3 separate regions of the Drosophila melanogaster genome follow, and regions 1 and 3 are each linked to region 2. The links are chromatin contacts, called in public Hi-C and targeted proximity ligation maps. All regions are on one chromosome and are shown on one strand. The core of a region is the stretch at or near the end of the contact, and the rest is flanking DNA. Distances in the headings are between cores, read along the strand shown. Region 1 holds the start of CG5455. Region 2 holds the start of Ald1 (Aldolase 1). Region 3 holds the start of tx (taxi).

Region 1 (3,735 bases), core at 419-2,918, 200 kb before region 2:
ATCTATGACAAGCCGTTCTCTCTGCTAATTAGTATGTTTCGACCAAATACCTCAAGAAACGCACCAGATATTAATTACCATCCTTCAATGGACTGGTTTGATTGAGCCCTCGCAACTGTCGCTGGCCAAGTGTGGACTTTGGTCTATCGTATGAAAGGCAAACGGACTGAAACATAAATTATTACACGGGGGAAATATATGGAAAATATGTATCTCCTTCATCAAATGATTTTTTTTATTTTTGAACAAGTTTCTTGTGGCATGGCAACGAAATGTGTATAAACATAAGCGAGCAAATGAAGCAAATCGTTGATCTTATTATTTATTACTTTAAGAAATTTCCCAACAGAAATAGCGCCCTGTAATGTAATAAAAAATTTGTATTTTTTATTATGCTTTATAGATTTTTGGATCATATACTCCCTAATAAAACGTGGGTTCAAAAGATTCATTTTAGCTAACCTGTCTGTACATAGCTAAATCGTTAAATAAACAAATTGTTTAAAAGGAAAAAACCCGCGTATGCAAATGAGTTCGAGTTTTCCTTGTTTTTCTCTCTGTAAGAGAGCTTCTCGCTTCGCTGCTTTTCCCGCGGTTGCTCACACTCGGTCTCTCAGTGGAAAACCGGCAAATGAGAGCAGAGAGCCCCATCATTGTCTCAAAGACTCCCCCAAAGAGCGGGATTATTCTCGGACAAAAGCTGCTGAGGCCCGCTGTGGTTTTGTATTTCTTCATACATACATAGACGACTAAGGTGTCTTAAACGCAAAACAACAACGACCGAAAACAAAACAACACGTGTGGGGGGCGGGGGGTGGTGCCCAAGGGGGGCTAGGCGTGCTGAGGGGGCGTGGGAGTTGTAACTTTAAGCCGCGGAAGCCTTAACCTTCACTACGCGTGCCCAGATAAAAATGCGCTTGAAGAGGTAATGAAACGAAAATGAAAACGAAAACGAAAAGAATCGGAAAAGGAGCCATAATTTGTGAACTTTAAGGCCGCGAACGTGTTTCGAGTTCCAGATTATCCAGTGCACTCCCTTGTATGTATATATACATACATATATATATTTGTCTATATATACCATATATAATTTGTGTGTGGGGTGAGCCAATTTGTCGGGGCAATTCGCACTGTAACTGTGATGAGTCCATTTGCCAAAGGTTTGTCAAGTATTAATTGAATTATTCACAGAGCAAAAAAAAAAGACAGAAAATTCACACCTGCGCCACATTATAGCCATTTAAATTTTAATCGGCTTGACAACTGTTTTTTGTTTGTCCGGTTAATAGTTAATAAAGTCTGCCAAAGGGAACCTTTGTTGTTGTTTTTTTTTTTTTGAGGGGTATATGGTATATGCTATGTAGCTGCCGTGATTTATTGATGGGCACTGAGAGACGGCACTTGCAGATATATTCAAGAGTTCTTTTCGAAGAACATTTCTTAATAGGCATTTATCGTGCGTCTATATATCAAGTATATATGCGATGGATCCGACAAAGCACGCTCACTCGCACACACACTCATTCGCATACACACTCTTGAACTTACACACTCGACAACAACAAAGCTTCTGGCGTTACGCGAGGTTTTTTCGAAAAGCGTTGCGAATCCGAGAGGAGCGAAGCGAAAATCGCGTCCGCAGCGTTTGGACGCTCGGCAGCAACTATTGTGCTATTACAAAAATACACGCTCTCGAGAAATCTCCAACTAGAGCCCTCCCACCCCCCAAACCCCACACACACATACACACACTCACGGCAAATATCACAGCTAACTGTGTGTCAACAAAAGTTTAGCAGCAGTTCGCGTTGCTAAGCTTTTCATGCGGCAAAGAGAAAGCATTAAGAGAATTTCCCCACGTTGAAAATTTAATCAAGAGAGCTCCATTTTAATGCCAACGGAGCTGCCAACTTATCGCTGTGGAGCCCGCGTATTTATTATCCATTCAAATATGCCATAGTGTAGCTTATACAAATATATCAAAATATATCGAGCACTAATCAAGAAAATAGCAAATGCTAGCTTATTTGGAAGCCTACAAACAGCCTTAAAATATTTTCGTGCAGATGTCATGTTAATTAATATAAAATATTCAAAGGAGCACAGAGTTTCAGCACTATTAAATTATACATCAAATTTGTAATAAAAATGTTGTGCAAAATGCAGAAGAGATAATGCAGAAATGCGAAGAGATAAATGTTTCAAAAGTATTTAAAACTCACTGCAGTTTCTTTTGTATCTCACAACATTTTAATGTAAAAGCGTAAGCATGTGGTATTTTCATGATTAACGCTCGGTGTGTTTGCAATCAAATTATAGACCTGCCCCTTGGGGTCTTACAAATCTGAGCTCCCGGAGCAGCGGCGCAGCCACTTGAATGCTGGCAAGTGACTGCCAAAAAAATCGATTCCCTAACGTCTGGCGTTAGTGCCAAAAAAGTGCCTCATTCACGACGAGTCCGAGCTGGAGGACGAGGAGCTGGAGGAGCTGCTGTCCCCGGAACTGGTGTCGCTACTACTTCCGCGGTGCTTCCTGCGCCTGGCCTTCTTCTCGTCGATGACCTCGTAGCTGGGCAGAGTGGAGTTGCTGGAATCGGAGCTGCTGCTGCTCGAGCTGCTCGACTCCTCCACGACTGCCTCAATTTTGCGGGATTTTCTGCGGGAAATCGGATCATAAGTCAAAGGATAACCAGCCAAGTCCCGAGATATTACCTACTTCTTATCGTTTTTATCCGCGTTCTTGCGCTTCTGCTTTTTGGCCAAGTCGCAGTCACTGGGTGAACTGCTGCAGGTGCGCTTGGACTTCTTGCCCTTCTTGTCCTTGCGGCGAGTGTCCTTGTCCGTGCCACTCGCCTTCGTGGAGTACAGATTCTGCGAGCTGGCCGTGGAGTAGCCAGTATCCTTGCGTTTGCGCTTCTTCCTGGAATCAGTGGGTTAATCTAAATTCTCTTTTTAATGTCACAGTTGAGCTCAAGACCCACTTGTCCTTCTTGTCCTTCTTCTTTTTACTGTATACCGCCTCCTGCTCCGCATAGTCCTTGTCCTTGGCCCTATAAATAGTTGATGCAGTTCATTAAGGATCTAAATTACATCCACACCTACCTTTTGATCTTCTTTTTGACATCACCACCCCTTTCGTTGGATATCATGTAAATGCTGTTCTGATCAGCATCCTGCACTTTTCGACGAGATTGAAACTGACGTGACTTGGCCATTCGACTTTCACGCCGATTTTTCCAGAACTCGGCGTTGACCACATATAGCCGATAAAGCTGCAGGATGATCACCAACGAGTTTTTGCCTAATAACATATATGTAAGTAATAAAATTACGCATAAAAATATTTATAATACGTACATGTAAAGAAGACGTTCATGTAGTTAATGATTTTGTACTGGAAGATAATCAGCAGGCGAAAGGTGAGGAAGGGCGCATCCTGCAGGATCACATTGAGTACGATGCCCCAAACATCAATGCCACAGCAACAGTTCTGGCAACAGTCTGTATGTCTGCAGAATAAAGATTCCCATGATCATTTACATTTTAATAATAAAATGATTAAATATACGCACTCCTCCTTGTGATGCGATCCACTGCCTCGTGGTCGTCGTCCTCGAGTGGCGGACAGCACGATGGTGAACTGCATGAGGCTCCAGGACCATATGCCCAGTGTAAGGAAGACCAGGAATCCAATCTTTGCTATCGAGTCATCCTTGTAGGAATCGAAAAATTCAAT
Region 2 (4,288 bases), core at 1,484-3,983:
ATGTTGCGAAATACCATAAGAAATTTGAGAAAAAATGGCCTAGCAGATGTCAAATTATTGAGCAGTTTTTGTTTTAAACATGCTGGACATAGCACTCGCACATAGTATTTTTTAGTACAGACATTTAAGTTGTCATCCGATTGAATTTGTTTTTAAAACTAACAAGCCAATATATGTATTCTCGAATAGAAACATCTATTTTTGGGAATTTGTATGCTTAAGATTTTATCCACAATTTTTCAATCAAAAATGTTTACCCATCGAGTAAAAAGTAATTAGTTTGCAATGCCTACATTTTCATTTCATATCGGATACTGCTCCATTGAATGACGTTCTCTATTTAATTGAACTCAATCTCCAAATAGCTTTGCAAATCTAGGCTGACGAATAATAGGAAAACGCAATTTGTATCATTTCAAGAGGGATTCCTGAACAAAGATACAAAATTCAAACTGCCAGAGACCATAAACACTTTGTTCCGACCAAGACTAAAAATGAAAAGAGGAAAAGGTAACAAGCATTTATAAATGCCGCAACAAAAGCTAGTGAAATGTGAGCCGGAGACTGGTATGAATTTCGAATTTTGGTTAAGCTATAGCTACTGGGGCGTGGCAGAAAAAGGGGCGGATTAGGTTCAAAGCAAATTGTTGCGGAAGGCAGGAATCAACATTATCATCAGCAAGCAGGATGCTGTTCAGTCGGTTATGGGATACTCATTCTCATTTTGGGCAAATGCAGATGAGGACGAGACAAAACACAGACACAAGTTTAGGGAAGGGGAGGCTTTTCCCTGTGTGTGTGTGCGTGTGTTTGTATATGTGTGGGTGGAGGCGTGGGGGAGTGTTTTGTGTCGCCTTCCGCATATTAATGAGCCAAGTGCCACAAAGCCAAGCTAAACGCGCTCTCATCAATTGCTCAATATTATGACTCTGGCTGGCAGAAATCTGCATACGAAACCCATATTGGTATGTATGCTGAATACTCAGCAAGCCCCGGGAAAACTATTTTGCATTCTTTGTTGCACACATTCTTTTGGTTTTCGTGAACTCTTATAAGAAGAAAAATGGAATTTAAGAAAAAACTATTTCAAATGTCCTTTAACAAAAAGACTAGATAAATAGAAATATAGTATAACCTAACTATAGTTGATCAAAAACTTTTCTAGCTATTTTGCCCTAATCTTTAATCTTGCCATTTATTGTAAAGCAAAAAAAAGGGTTCCATCAATATTAGTTTTAGAAATGAACATTTTTCTGTAGTTTTTTGAAAGATACTTTATAATCTGATCTACATCAACTTTTAATGAGTATACCAAATCGAACCAAATCGTTTCTTACCAAAACTGGGAAAACAATTTATCATTCTTCTGAACCACAAATTCACTCCTCTTTTTCGTATCTCCTCTTTAATTTAATATGAGTTAAAACACAGCTGGTGCTTGAATTTCAGACTCTTATGCACTCCACTTTCGGTTCACATAACTAGAATAATCAGAAATTATTTCGCTTTGGCTGCACCACAGTACGTAGCGTATACGCCGCGGTGTACGCGGGTGTGCGAAGGAGACGCGCAGCGCAAGTGGAACGCAACACGTGTTGGGCGACAGGTGCCGAGCGTTTGGCACACAACTCGACCGACCGACGCACGAATTCGAACTGAAAACTGAACCAGAATCCCCAAACGAAAATGGGAAGCGAGTGAGGCAGGCACGAGAACCGAAACAGGACGAAGGACGAAGCCACGAGGCACAAAGAGAGCGAGGACAATGAAGAGCACTGTGGCTAAGGTTCCTTCATTAGGTAAGCATATTATTTCATATATATCTAGCAACTGTATCACTTTAACTAAAGAAACCTAAGCATAGATAGTCTATGAAATATCTAAAATCCTTTAAATGTTATAACCCGTTCCACAGTCATTCTTTTCATTCAGAAAACTGTGCCAAAGTCATATTAGGACATTTTAAAGAGCGAAACGATTTTCTCTTTCGCTCGAACAGATTGTATGGCAGAATAGGGGGATATTTTCTCAAAGTTTGCGCTCTCAATCAGCTGTTTCCAGTGCCAGGGGGTTGAGTCCTTTAACATTGCAGGAGGTCAGGCATGGCGTGAAAGTCGCTTATCCTAGCTGCTGCTTCTGGCACCCCTCGTTTTTGTTGCGCTGCCGCTGGAGCGCCTGATGCTGATGGTCACGAAAAATTCATTGACCGCCCCAAGTAAAGCAGGTCGCTCGTAATTAAGGTTAAAATACACCAAATTAATTATTCTACCCTCTTTTCAATGCATAAGTAGAATAGGAAATGTTGTTGACAGGTTAAAAGATACAAATACTTGCAAAGATAACACTTCATTTTTAATGCTTTTTTATAGTTTTGGGCAAGAAAGCTTGGCAAGACATATAGTTCACTTGATGAGGATGATTTGGGATGACTATATCCAGCAAGACGCGACATTAAGTTTGTGGCACTTTATTGTTTTTAACATTTCAATACTATTTCAATATATATCGTATAGTGTTTGAGATCTTAAGATAAATTATTTATTATGTTAATACGCTTTGAGCACATTTCATTTAAATTTTTACCGCCCAAACGAAAGCTAAAGCTTCTCAAAGCTGTCTAATAAGTTTTACAGCTTATCTGTTAGGTTCCATCCCCCACTAAAAGCTCCCAGAATGAGCTTTATTTTGGATACCTTTCGTTTGGGGATCTGGGAATTTAAAGCGCTTGGCTCAGTCGGTTGCCCAACACCGTCGGCGACGACCTCCAAACAACCTTTTGGGGTCTCGCTCGGCATGTCTCGCTTATTTCGCTTTGGAATTTCACGTTGACGCCGCAGTCAGCGGTAGCAGAGGCATCGGCAGCGGCAGTAGCAGCGACACGGGCCGAAAATAAAAGCGTTAACCGCTCTCCTCCAGTGCAGCAGCAGCAGCGGACCCAGCCAGTAGCCAGCAGCTAATCACCACATCCCAGATTCAGTTTCCAGTTCGGTGAGTGGGCGTCATACGCAGTGAACAGAACCCCTGAGCCCCTTAAAAAAAATTCAGATATTTTTCCCCCCATTGGCGGCAGTGCAGTTGAAAAGTCGCGTAATCGTTCCCATTTCTCTGGGTGTTTCGTAATCCAAATCTACAGAGCAGCAGCGAATCTGTAGGCGTGTTAGTGTTAGTGAGTGCGTATTCGAATATAGTTTAATTATTCTCTAATCTTACCATTTCCGCGTGCTCGCCACTTTTATGACAAGTTCTAGAACCTCGAGGCTCTCGAGTGTTGTTGACCTATGCACCGCGGTTGAAGGAGTGGGGGGGCTACGCGAACTGCAGGCGATAAGAAGCCTTATCGGGTGACTTTTGGCTCACTTTCGTGAGTAGTAGTTTTCTCTACCGGCTCAACCGGCTCTCTTACTTTTCATCCGCTCTTTCATTCGAGTTCATTTGCTTGTTGGCAGGCTTTCAACTGCAATTTGTAGTCGCCGCTGCGGTTTTTCTTTATAAATAGTTGGCGCAAATGTTAAATGTATGTACTATACATCGCGATATACATATGTATACTTTCCCATCGCTCTCTCGCTTAGACTTCAATTAGCCAACGTCATCGTAAATTCATCAGATTGTTGACGTCTTCTCATGATAGACGCAATATGCTTTTGTCTATTGCATTTTATACCTACCATTTAATTGAGATTTCAGTGAATGAAGGAGAGCAAACATTTTACCGATAGTTTGTAGAGAGTACATGAGAAAAGAGGGGCAGAAGTTTAAGGGTTGTTTTGAAACCTACAGAAAACAAGTTTTGGTACTCCAAAGGACTTCCTTTCAAGATCAACCTGATTAGGATTTTTAAGAAGAGTTTTGAACATTTAAAACAACCAATTTATGTTCCTTTGATCGTTTATATCAAGCTTTGGGAAATTTTATAATGAATATAATGGAATTATAGGTATACATTCTCATTGTAAAGTATAAGCTAATCGATGAAATAAGACTAGATAAGGTACATTGGCTTATCTAGTAAACAGTTACCACAACAAAGTTTTTGGGGTCACATAATAAGGGCATAGATAGAAGTATGGGAGTGCTCGAAGTTTCCTATTTTCAGACAAGTATACAATTATTACCACCCATGTTTACGGCTAATCAGTTGACGTCAGTTCGTAGTAGTAGTAGTAGTATTATCTCAACTGTTGGATGTTCTTTTGACCCACTGTCTGCGTTCAAGGAGGCCGGACCTAAAATCTCGTTATGATAATGCAAAACCTTTGGAACTAAAACGCAACTGGGGGCTCGTTTT
Region 3 (4,327 bases), core at 497-2,996, 180 kb before region 2:
CATAAACTAATTTAATTTTAGATGCACCTTTCCATGGCAGAAAAATCATTAAAATTTGACTCGATTAATGCGTGTATTTTTGGCGAATTTTTTTTTTGTAAATCATAAAATATTTATGACGAATAACATTTTTTAATCATGTATTGAGTCAGCCCATGAGATGCTAGTTTATTTTAGCTTTCGACAAAATGAATAATATATTAATATATTAAATAAATAAATGCCAAATTAAAATCGGCGATTGACTGGCTGCCAGAAACCAATTTTACTCGATTATTTGGGCAAACATAGTGCTTGTTGCCGAATGGTATGGCGAAAATGAAAGTAAATAAATAAATGCCGGCGTTGATTAGCACATCACAGATTTAAAGTGAGTGGCAGGTTAAGCGGGACTCTCATTGATGATGAGAATTCACAGCTTTTGTTTGCACATTAATTAAACTGTTCCCCCTACTTTGGTCGCAAACAAACGCAGCCAAGTTGCTGCTTCCCTTCGGTAACCTTTGAAAATCAGTTGACAACTGGCTGTCGTCGCCGTTTTCCCTGCTGAGCAGCTCGAAAACATTTTCCCCTGCACACATCTGGCTTTTCAACACCTTGGACAAATAAATGTTTCAGAAGTTTCTTAAAAGCCCGCCCTGCCCCATCTGCCAGCCACTAACGTGATTGGACAGAGGAATGCCTTTTGTCTATTTTTATTGGGGCGGCAACAAGAGATCGGGCAGATCTTCTATATCTTTTCTATATCTGAACGCTTATGTCTGATAAATGGCGGCGGTATATTTACCTTTTTGATTTCATAAATCCAACAATGTATGGCTGCGGGATTGGTCTTTCAGGATGATTTGAATTCAGTTGTGCACTCTGATTAAGATTTGTTGATGTTTTTATTTTAATTTTTGGTTCATTAAAGTTGCGCCAAAGTATGCAAATTGAAATTCCGACAACGCGCTGTCTAATTAGTCACCCAACTAATTTTGATATGCGATCTTTGTTTGAATTTTGTTTTGTTTGGACTTTTTTTTATTCTTTTCGGATTTAAAGTTATTAGCTCATGCATAAATTTGGCATGTTAACACAACAAAAAAGGTTTGTTTTCAGTTTTTATTTCCTCAAAAACTTCTGGAACTTGTTTTGGTTTGAATTAATATTGCGGTGGTTGTGGTTGTTGCGGTTGTGATTGCGCCGCTGGTTTAACTATTGATAATAACTTCGGTACGGTTTTCGCGCATTCTTGAGTTGTGTTTATCTTGGGCCTGCTGGAAAAGCCTCGAAGAATGGATTTTCCGTGAAAACGTGCAAGCCGCGTGTGTCAGTGCGGCGGTACTAATGTGTGCGGCGGTGTGCGTGAGGCCGGTTGCTAAAAATATCTATGAGTGCGCGTCGCTCGCGTTCTGTGTATCTGTATCTCGGAATCTGTATCTGTATCCAATATCCCGAGATGGCATACGAAAATACACGGAGAAAATGCTGCGCTGCGTCCGCCTGCTGCGCTTGTCGGCTGTGCACTGAATAGATATATCTCGCGGATCGCTGGGATGGTCTGACTTGGTTTGGCTTGGGATGCGGTGGCAGCTAAATCAGCTGACTACTGCCCCCAGTTGGCTTTGACTCCGTTAGCCAGGTTAGCGGCTCAGGTGGGCGGCGATGGCAGTGGAAGTCGGACTTTTGGCTCACTTGTCCGCTGCGCTGAGCGTGCGGCGCGCTATTGGAACGATCAATGAATGAAATGCCGCATTAAAAGGCAGCACAGTCTCGTTTTCTCAGCGACGACCAATAAACCGAGAAACCCACTGGCGCTCGCCAACGCCAACACAAAACAGCCCAGCGCACAACACAACACAACACAGCACAGCTCAGCACAAAGTCATTGAAGAGAAACCAGTTCTCTCTTTCCCCAAATATCCACATCCACCCGATGTGTGGGTGCTTTTTGCGTTGGCCGGATCGGATGGGATCGTATCGTATCGGATCGTATCGTATCGTACTGTATCGCATAGTACGGTCCCAGTTGGTCTTTGGCGCACTCTCTTGAGTGATTTCCGATTCGGATGGATTTTCGGTTTCGTTTCGAGTGTTTTGAGTGCTACCACGAGTACGCGTAGACGGCCCCCTGAGATTTCGTATGATCTAATATCGCCAGGCAGTTATTTATTTAAATTTATTGCTAATTTTATTTGCTGCTGCAGCAGCGCTTGACATTCATTTGTACAAGTCAGACATTGCTTGAGCTCACTTGAAAATAGTTAAAAATGTTTATTCGCCTTTGATTGAGATGGTATCAGCTACCAAAGCTTGACTTGTGTCGGATCTCCATTTTTAAGGTTGAACTTTGGTTGCCAGACCATAAATGATACTCATTCTTGGTATTTATTTGGATCAACTTGGATTTCGTGGCGAATTATGAGGCACGTCGAAGTAAAGTTCAAGGAAATCTCCTCATTTGTTTGTCATTTAAGTGTTTTAAGAATGGATGGTGGAATTTTGTTGTTTTAACTTTAATTCATGACAAGTATTTAAAGTATTTCCTGTAAGATAATATAAATATATATAATAACAATTCTTCGAAACGTGGTGTTCAGTAATTTTCAGCAATTTAAATTGTAATTAAAATATTTTTGATGGGTATCTGATAGCCGACGCTTTTGACTCCTGTCCATATATTTGGATTTTATAATTTATTCTAATTCGTTTCGATCAGTTTCAGTTCAGATGTATTGGGTGTGTGCACTTCTCAAGTTGTTTTCACATAGCGTCTAATTTCAAAGTGCTAAGCTGATTTCAAAGTCACAATTCAGTTGTTGGAACCCGATTTTTTTTTATTTTTCAACAAAGAATATTGTTTAGAGTCATGTTTGTATAGTTTGTTTTTGCTTGCATTTTGTTGCTTCGCAAATAATTATAATTAACTGAAACAGGCAAATAATTGCAAAATGGATTTGCTCCTGCAGGCAAAACAAGTTGTTTTCTCATTATTGTAGCTATGACGACATACCCGGCTTAAATCTCGAGTTTGCCCCGATATACTCATATACGAGCATTTGTGAATAAATGACTTCGGGCAATAGACCGATCGACTCTGTGACTGACTGGCGATTAATTTATCTTTGTGCTTCTGTCTTCTGTCTGAAGGCGAGTTCGTCATCGTTTGTCGTGTTTTGTTCTTGAGTAAATAAATCATGATGACAACAGTTAAATTTGATTATGATTCTTTTTTTTTTCATGCCCAGAAAGCATACATTTTTCATGGCACAAGGTCGTCACACATTTTAGGAGAGTGGAAAAGTAACGCATGCAACATTAATTTGATTTGCGTGCGAAGGGAGCTGAAAATCAAATTATATATGTACGAATATTTTTGATTAACTGAGCGTATTTAAAAATACATACAAAGTGGCCAAAATGTTGTGTTTCTTTGCTGACAGCTTAATCTGCCGAACGACGACGACTCCCAAAGACAAGAACATGAATAAGCGAGCCATAATTAAAAAAACAAACGTCACTTTTGAATGTTTGTTTTGTGACCAAGTCCAAAAATATATGGGCATGGCCAAAAGGGGCTGAAAACGTGGTAATAAAATATATACATTTTAAAAAATAATCAGTTTTAAATAATTTCTCGCACTTTTACACTAATAATTGCCATAATGCATGCTTGTAAAGACTGAATTTATATAAGTTTAACTAATTGCTACTTAAGTACTAGAATTTTATGGCGTTAATTGTCATTACTTTTAATCTAATTTGAGCGTGAATAATGCCCCTGCTCCACCTGCCATGTCGCTCAATTGCTTATGCAAATGTTCTGAGTTTCAGCTTTGGCTTTGGCTTTTAATTGCCAGCTTCGGAAATCGCATTTGCCTTAATATGGTCAGAAAGCCAGGCGCGATGCCCAGTATAAGTTCGATCAAAGGGGGGCCCCAAACGCTATAAGCCATCAGCTATTAGCCCCTTCCCTCTTGGCCCACTTGGATGGCCGGCGATCCCGCTAAGGAAGTCTGTGAGACGTGTCTGCGACCATTTATGGCCATCGCACGGGAAAGCAGTGAGAAAGCAGAGACTTTTGTATACAAACTCTCTCGACTCGGCTAATTGTGAGCATCGTGGGGCTTCGGGCCAAGCTTCTGAGCTGGCTGTTTTGTGTGTACTGTTGCTACCTTGTCGGCTGTTAACTTTGTCTGCAGCCTCGAAAAAGCGTTGGTGTCGCTGAGTGGGCGGCGACTGGGTCTTGAGTCAACGTTGATTTTGTTTTATATTTTACGTAAATTTATTATTACAAATATCGTTATTGCCGCTTTCAAGCGGAAATACACTCGACTTGGCCAGC

Evidence for each region. A called contact is a pair of places that touch in the nucleus more often than the background predicts.
Region 1: a Hi-C map of the Kc167 cell line shows a contact between it and region 2, with 5 times the contacts expected there. A contact is called at or near these places in 4 of 107 Hi-C or Micro-C datasets (the Clone 8 cell line, the Kc167 cell line and brain) and 1 of 7 datasets of targeted methods (the Kc167 cell line).
Region 3: a targeted proximity ligation map of the Kc167 cell line shows a contact between it and region 2, with 7 times the contacts expected there. A contact is called at or near these places in 9 of 107 Hi-C or Micro-C datasets (the Clone 8 cell line, the Kc167 cell line, the S2 cell line and 4 more) and 1 of 7 datasets of targeted methods (the Kc167 cell line).

The regions. Positions count from the first base shown.
Region 1 is chr3R:26,459,460-26,463,194 of dm6, reverse strand. It overlaps CG5455, which reads right to left and starts at 1,668. Exons shown (of 7, transcript NM_143224.4): 1 at 1,549-1,668. It overlaps CG14238, which reads right to left. Exons shown (of 7, transcript NM_143223.2): 2 at 3,572-3,735; 3 at 3,357-3,508; 4 at 3,102-3,300; 5 at 2,981-3,049; 6 at 2,716-2,919; 7 at 2,214-2,655. The coding sequence ends at 2,448.
Region 2 is chr3R:26,260,036-26,264,323 of dm6, reverse strand. Ald1 (Aldolase 1) reads left to right here and starts at 2,733. Exons shown (of 4, transcript NM_170262.2): 1 at 2,733-2,988. CG6154 reads right to left here and starts at 1,662. Exons shown (of 8, transcript NM_143214.2): 1 at 1,338-1,662. It also overlaps asRNA:CR44321.
Region 3 is chr3R:26,438,197-26,442,523 of dm6, reverse strand. tx (taxi) reads right to left here and starts at 1,746. Exons shown (of 2, transcript NM_001300614.1): 1 at 788-1,746.